Regions from separate parts of the Sus scrofa genome. Here region 2 is linked to region 1. A link is a contact called in public HiChIP or PLAC-seq data. All regions are on one chromosome and are shown on one strand. Each heading gives the region's core, a stretch centred on a gene start, on an enhancer-like site or on the middle of the called end of the contact. The rest is flanking DNA. Distances are from core to core; before and after follow the strand shown. Region 1 overlaps STIM1 (stromal interaction molecule 1). Region 2 overlaps STIM1 (stromal interaction molecule 1).

What was found. HiChIP or PLAC-seq counts read pairs in DNA pulled down with a chosen protein or histone mark.
Region 2: a contact with region 1 is called in an H3K27ac HiChIP or PLAC-seq map of skeletal muscle. The contact joins two enhancer-like sites. A contact is called at or near these places in 2 of 47 Hi-C or Micro-C datasets (both in liver) and 2 of 2 datasets of contacts at active chromatin or transcription factors (alveolar macrophages and skeletal muscle).

What each region holds. Positions count from the first base shown.
Region 1 is chr9:6,093,456-6,096,321 of Sscrofa11.1, reverse strand. The region is part of intron 5 of STIM1 (stromal interaction molecule 1); the gene reads left to right. Among named protein-coding and RNA genes, the nearest start is that of RRM1, 30 kb to the right of the region's middle. Within about 2 kb of position 1,366, at least 42 of the 83 cell types and tissues checked have an H3K27ac peak or open chromatin away from gene starts, as enhancers often do. A contact at or near this core is called in liver and skeletal muscle, where this site is marked.
Region 2 is chr9:6,243,630-6,246,495 of Sscrofa11.1, reverse strand. All of the region lies in intron 1 of STIM1 (stromal interaction molecule 1), which reads left to right. Among named protein-coding and RNA genes, the nearest start is that of STIM1, 24 kb to the left of the region's middle. Within about 2 kb of position 1,440, at least 9 of the 83 cell types and tissues checked have an H3K27ac peak or open chromatin away from gene starts, as enhancers often do. A contact at or near this core is called in liver and skeletal muscle, where this site is marked.

The DNA of each region.
Region 1 (2,866 bases), core at 117-2,616:
GTCCTGCCTTTGGTCTGAGGCTCGAGAAATCTCAAACCATAGGTTTGCTGTAGTAGCCAGGAGGGCCCACGGAGTGAGCAGGACCCCCTGCCCACAGCAGCCTCAGAGCTGGGGAGGGAAGAGGAATCGGCTGAATCTGCCCAGGGCCACCTCAGGCTCTGTTTCCTTCCTGCCCGCCTTCCTTCCTCTCTCTCTCTCTCTTTCTTTGTCTGTCTGTCTGTCTTTTTAGGGCCGAACCCATGGCATATGGAGGTTCCCAGGCGAGGGGTCGAATTGGAGCTATAGCTGCCCGCCTACACCACAGCCACAGAAACATAGGATCCGAGCCGAGTCTGGGGCCTACATCACAGCGCACGGCAATGCCGGATCCTCAACCCACTGAGCGAGGCCAGGGATCAAACCTTCGTCCTCAAGGACACTAGTGGTGTTCGTTACCGCTGAGCCATGGCGGGAGCTCCTGGGTCCATTTGCTGACAGTGGAAGGCAGCCTGGTCCTCCTCATGCGGCCACAGAGCAGCCCGAGTGCCTTCCGGTCTTTTCCACCTGCAGAGCTGGCTCCAGGCTGGCCCTCCTGGGGCTCTGCTGACAGCGCCGGGAGGCAGGGCCTAGGTGTGCTCCGAGCACGGAGGCCCCCAGGCCATGTTCAGGTTGGGGTCGAAGCTGCTGCCTCCCCGCGGCAGCTGGTGATGTACTGAGGGGCAGACTGAGGCTCAGGTGATGCGGAGGCACCAGAGGTGGAGGTTTTAGAGGTTGTTCACCTTTTAAATAGTGGAGCCCTGACACACTCCTAGGTCTTTAACTTAGATTTCAACGTTCTTTTCTACTGTGTTATCCTGCCCTCCACTCTGGGTAGAGGAGACAAGATATAAGGGTTCCGGCTCCGAAATCAAGCAAACCCACGGCCCCGTGACCTCAGGCCGGTTCCTGAGGTTCTCTCCGCATTTCCCCTGCGTGCACGGCCGCTCCTGTTGGCATAGGCCCCCTGAGGCCAGTCCCGGGCTGGGCCTGTGTGCACTTTGTGCTTCCAGCAGGGGTGTTGAGAAGGGGTGGAGAGAGGCCTGCACGGTAGTTCTTGGGTGGGGGGCAGTGGTGAAGGGGAAAGGTGGCCACACCTTGTGTTCCTTCCAGGGTGGCTCAGATGTGAGGCAAAGCTCTCAGGACATAGGAGTGGCTGCCTCTGGCAAGCGGGCTCTGGGCTCTGCCAGCTCTGCCTTCCCTCTTTCTCCCTCTTGTCGTGTTCGTCTGGCCTGCCCTTCAAGCCTTGCCCAGGATGCCGATCTAGCCCCTTCCTGTCCTCGGGGGACCTGCAGCTCTTTGTTGCTGTCGTTTCGGATGCCCCCGCCCCTGGGAAGCAGATGGGCTTATGGGCGTGGTGTTAGTTTCCGGTGCACAGCGAATGATTGTACCTGCTGTCTTTCTAACAATCTGTTTCCCCATCTGTTACTCTTTACGCTGGGAACTCCTTGACGGTGGAAATGTCTGATCATCTGTCATCAGCCCTCAGCCCAAGGCCTGGCAGGGAGCAGGTGCCAGGAAATGAATGCTAGAAGTTATCCCGAAGGAGGCTGGGCCTTTCCGGGGCTGCGGGCTTGGGGCAGGTGGAAGAAAAGTGTGGTCCAGCTTGGTTGTGGGGACAACTGCTTCCTATGGAGGGTCGTGGATGGGTGAGGCAGCTAAGGCTTTTTTTTTTTTTTTTTTTTTTTGGCTACAACCGCCAGGGAGTAGAGCCCAGTCTGTTTACAAGTTAAACAGACTTCTCAGCCCAGAAGGCTGTATAAATGACAAAAGCCATTCCTAGCACATACTTTGGCAGTAAGGGGCGCGTGGCTCTATCTGCCGGACCCGCGGTTCTGTGGGCAGTGGAGAGGTGGAGGGACCAGGTCGGAGAGGGCATTCCAGAAAGTGATCATGATTTGGAGGCCAGCTGGCACCCTGCACGTTCTCACCATTACCCCTGACTCTGTTCACACGTCAGCATCTCATTTGTTTACACCCTCCTCCCGCGCCTGAAGCCTGATTGTGCTAACAGTTGACCTCATTTTGCTAAAATCTATTTGTAGCACTCAGGCTGGGAATTCTGCCACCCTCTGGCTTCCCAGGTCCTAACCAGCTTCCCCTGGTTAGCGCTGTTCACCTAGCTAGCCATGTCTGTGTTCATGAGAGCGCCGTGGTCTTCTGTTACCCTGGCTATTTTTTTTTTCTTTTTTTTTTTTGTCTTTTTAGGGCCGCACCTGTGACATATGGAGGCTAGGGGTTTAATCGGAGCTGTAGCTACCAGCCTGTACCACAGCCGCAGCAACACCAGATCCGAGTTGCGTCTCCAACCTACACCACAGCTCACGGCAACGCCGGATCCTTAACCCGCTGATCGAGGCCAGGGATCGAACCTACAACCTCATGGTTCCTGGTTGGATTTGTTTCCGCTGCACCACAATCAGAACTCCTACACTGGCCCTCCAGTGGTATGAAGTGGGTTGTGAGAGCCGAGCTGGTGCGGGGGTTGTGCAGGACAGCTAGCTTACTCCTCTTGGTCCCAGGGGCTGGTATTTTCCTTCCCCATTCATTTTATATCTTGCCTCCCTTTCCTGCTAAAACCTCCCTTTCCTCTTCCCCTTTCCTCTCCTTTCCACCTTTGCTAAGTACCTGCTCCGGTCAGGCTCTAAGCTAAGGATGAGGCTACAGGGATAAATGAATCTCGTGCCCTGGCCCCAAGGAACTCGCAGACTACCAGCAGGTGACGGGCAGGAAAGCTCAGAAACACACAGGGCAGCCCTTGAGAGAGCCTTCGTTTTCAGCTGTCAAAGAGTGACTTAGAGGATCCCGGTTCAGAGGACAAGGAATGGGCGGATCTCTGCAGACATGGGTA
Region 2 (2,866 bases), core at 191-2,690, 150 kb before region 1:
TTGGCTGACCGGCCTCTCCGCGATCTGGCCTTACCCCACCTGCGCCTCCCGGCCTCCCTGACCTTGGCCTCCCACCACCCGGCGTCTGATCCCGCCCCGCTATGCTCCTATTGCGAGGCCGCCCTTTGCCCTCCCTGGCTACAAGCTTTTGCTGCCGTGTTGCTCTGTATCCCCTTCAGCCCTGGCCTTCTTTCTATGCAGTGTCTCTGACCAATCCCAGAGACTACCCCTCTCCTGACCGTAATCTTCTTAGTTTGTGCCATGTAACTGGGCACTGAATTAACTACTCTTTCACCTTCTAATTGTTTCATGGGCATGAATCTTCTCTCCAGCCAGCCTGTGGTAGTCATGTCATAATGACCCCTCAGATTAATTTGTGCTTTGCACTTTTCAAAGCACTCTCACCTTCAAGACCTGTTTTGTGCTTCTTATGTCCATAGCAAACCTGTGAGGTATGATGGGAGGGAATTGTTATTTGCATATTATAGCAGAGAAAACAGATTCAAAGAAGGCAGATGACCTCCCAGGGTCATATAAGTAATTAGGGGCAGAACTGAGACTGGGTCTCAGGTCTGTTGATTTTCTTTTTTTTCTTTTTTTTCGGGCAGCACCTGCGGCACTTGGAGGTTCCTAGGCTAGGGGTCGAATCTGAGCTACAGCTGCTGGCCTACACCACAGCCACAGCGACCTGGGATCTGAGCTGCATCCTCGACCTACCCCACAGCACACGGCAACACCAGATTCTTAACCCACTGCGTGGGGCCAGGGATCGAACCCATACCCTCATGGATACTAGTTGGGTTCGTTTCCGCTGCGCCACGACAGGAACTCCTGGCATGGTGTTTTGTTTGCCATGCCTTCCGCAATTGTGTTTCTCCTGGGCGTTTCTCCTCTTGCCTTCAAGGGCTATCCAAGGCAGAGCACAGATGGTTGGGTTTTCAGGAAGCTAGATCGGTGTCCTGGAGAAGGGTGGAGCGGCCCGGATAGCACTCTCAGGTGCCTCTCGGGGTGTCGGTACTCTGGGTTGTTACTGCCTGTTACTGTCTCTGAGAATTACTGTTAAATTAATGTTAAACTAGAAGCATTGATTTATTTTGAGTGATCGGAGCATTTTCTCCTGGACACACGGACCTGTTGGGGCGGGATTCGTGGTGCTGGCCTGTGCGATGGCGTGACGTTTGGAAGCACGCAGACCAGAGTTTAAAATCTGGCCTTGCCTTTGTGTGTTGGCCTCGTGGCCCCGGGCAAGTCCTTATCAGGCTTAGGGCTCTGGCAAGAATGTGCTTAAGGGCCACCTAATGGCCCTGGGTGAAAGGAAGTACCTGTGGGTGGACTTTATTGTCAGTGTGGCTCTAAGGCATGAGGAGCCTGTGGAGGAGGTGCCTGTGGCCCTGGCAGGTCACTCCCTGTGGCGTGAGTGAGCTCGGGGCTTCAGTGATGATGTGTCTGCTGTATCGGAGCCTTATGGCTGAGCGTGAAGGCTGGGCCCAAAGACTCTGGCCTCCAGGTCTGCCTCCCAAGGGCAATGAAAACAGCATGTGGGCTGCTGAGGCCTGGCCTCCGTGTCAAACTTGGGGAGTAAAGTCTTTTATGTTCTTCTGAAAGACGTGGGCATCAGAATTGTTGCTTCTGAAAGGTCAAGAACCCAGTTATTATTGAGGGAGTTTAGTTAGTTCGGAAACCAGATATTGCTTCCGAGTTGTTTGTTAAATACTTCTCTATTTCTCTTGAACCCCCACCCTTTCCCCAAGGAAAAATAAATCTGATTCAGGCCTTGTGTGAGGCGTGTGTCTTTGGTCTCCCTGGCCACTCAGACTCTGACTCCCTACGCAGACAGCTCCAACCTGCTGCTTCAAGGGAAGGCGTGCATCCTGCTCTCTGCCTGTGACCTGCTCTAGGGGAAAGGGAACAGGTACACATGGACCTGTTTCAAAGGGAGTTTGCTTTCTCATTAGCGACTTTACATGGCCTGACCTAGGAAACGATTTGAAAATGAGAGCAAGGCAACATCCCTGTTGCTGTGATGGCAGGACGGGAGGGCAGGCTTCCCGGAAGGTCAAGAAGGAGCAGGTGGATAGGGAAACGCCAGGTCGCTTTGAGTTTTTCCTTTCAGAGTATAATGCCTGAGACAGTCATCTTTTGAAAAAAAAAATTGATGTGAAATTCACATAACATTGACCATTCACACACATGATTCAGTGGTTTTTAGTGCATTCACAGTGCTTTACAACCACCGTCTCTATCCGATTCCAAACCACGTCCAAAGGAAACCAATACCTTAAGCAGTGGTTCCTGTTGCCCCCAGCCCCATCCCCGTCTCCTTGCAGCTACCAAGCTGCGTTCTGTCTCTGCGGATTTACCTATTCTGGATATTTCTTATGAATGGAATCACATATTTGTGTCTGGCCTTTTTTACTTAGCATAATATTTTAGAGGTTCATCCATGTTGTAGCATGTAGCATGTAGAATAAAGCAGTATTTCATTCCTTTTTATTGGCAATGTATTTATCCACTCATCTGTTAATGGACATTTGGGCTGATTCTGCCTTTTGGTTATTGTCAGGAGTGCTGCTGTGAACATGTGGGTACATGTACTTGTTTGAGTATCTGTTTTCACTTCTTGGGGGGTAGATACCAGGGGTAGAATTGCTGGGCCATATGGTAATTCTATGTTTAAATTTTTTTTTTTTTTTTGTCTTTTTGTCTTTTGTTGTTGTTGTTGTTGCTATTTCTTGGGCCACTCCCGCGGCATATGGAGGTTCCCAGGCTAGGGTCGAATCGGAGCTGTAGCCACCGGCCTACGCCAGAGCCACAGCAACTCGGGATCCGAGCCGCGTCTGCAACCTACACCACAGCTCACGGCAAC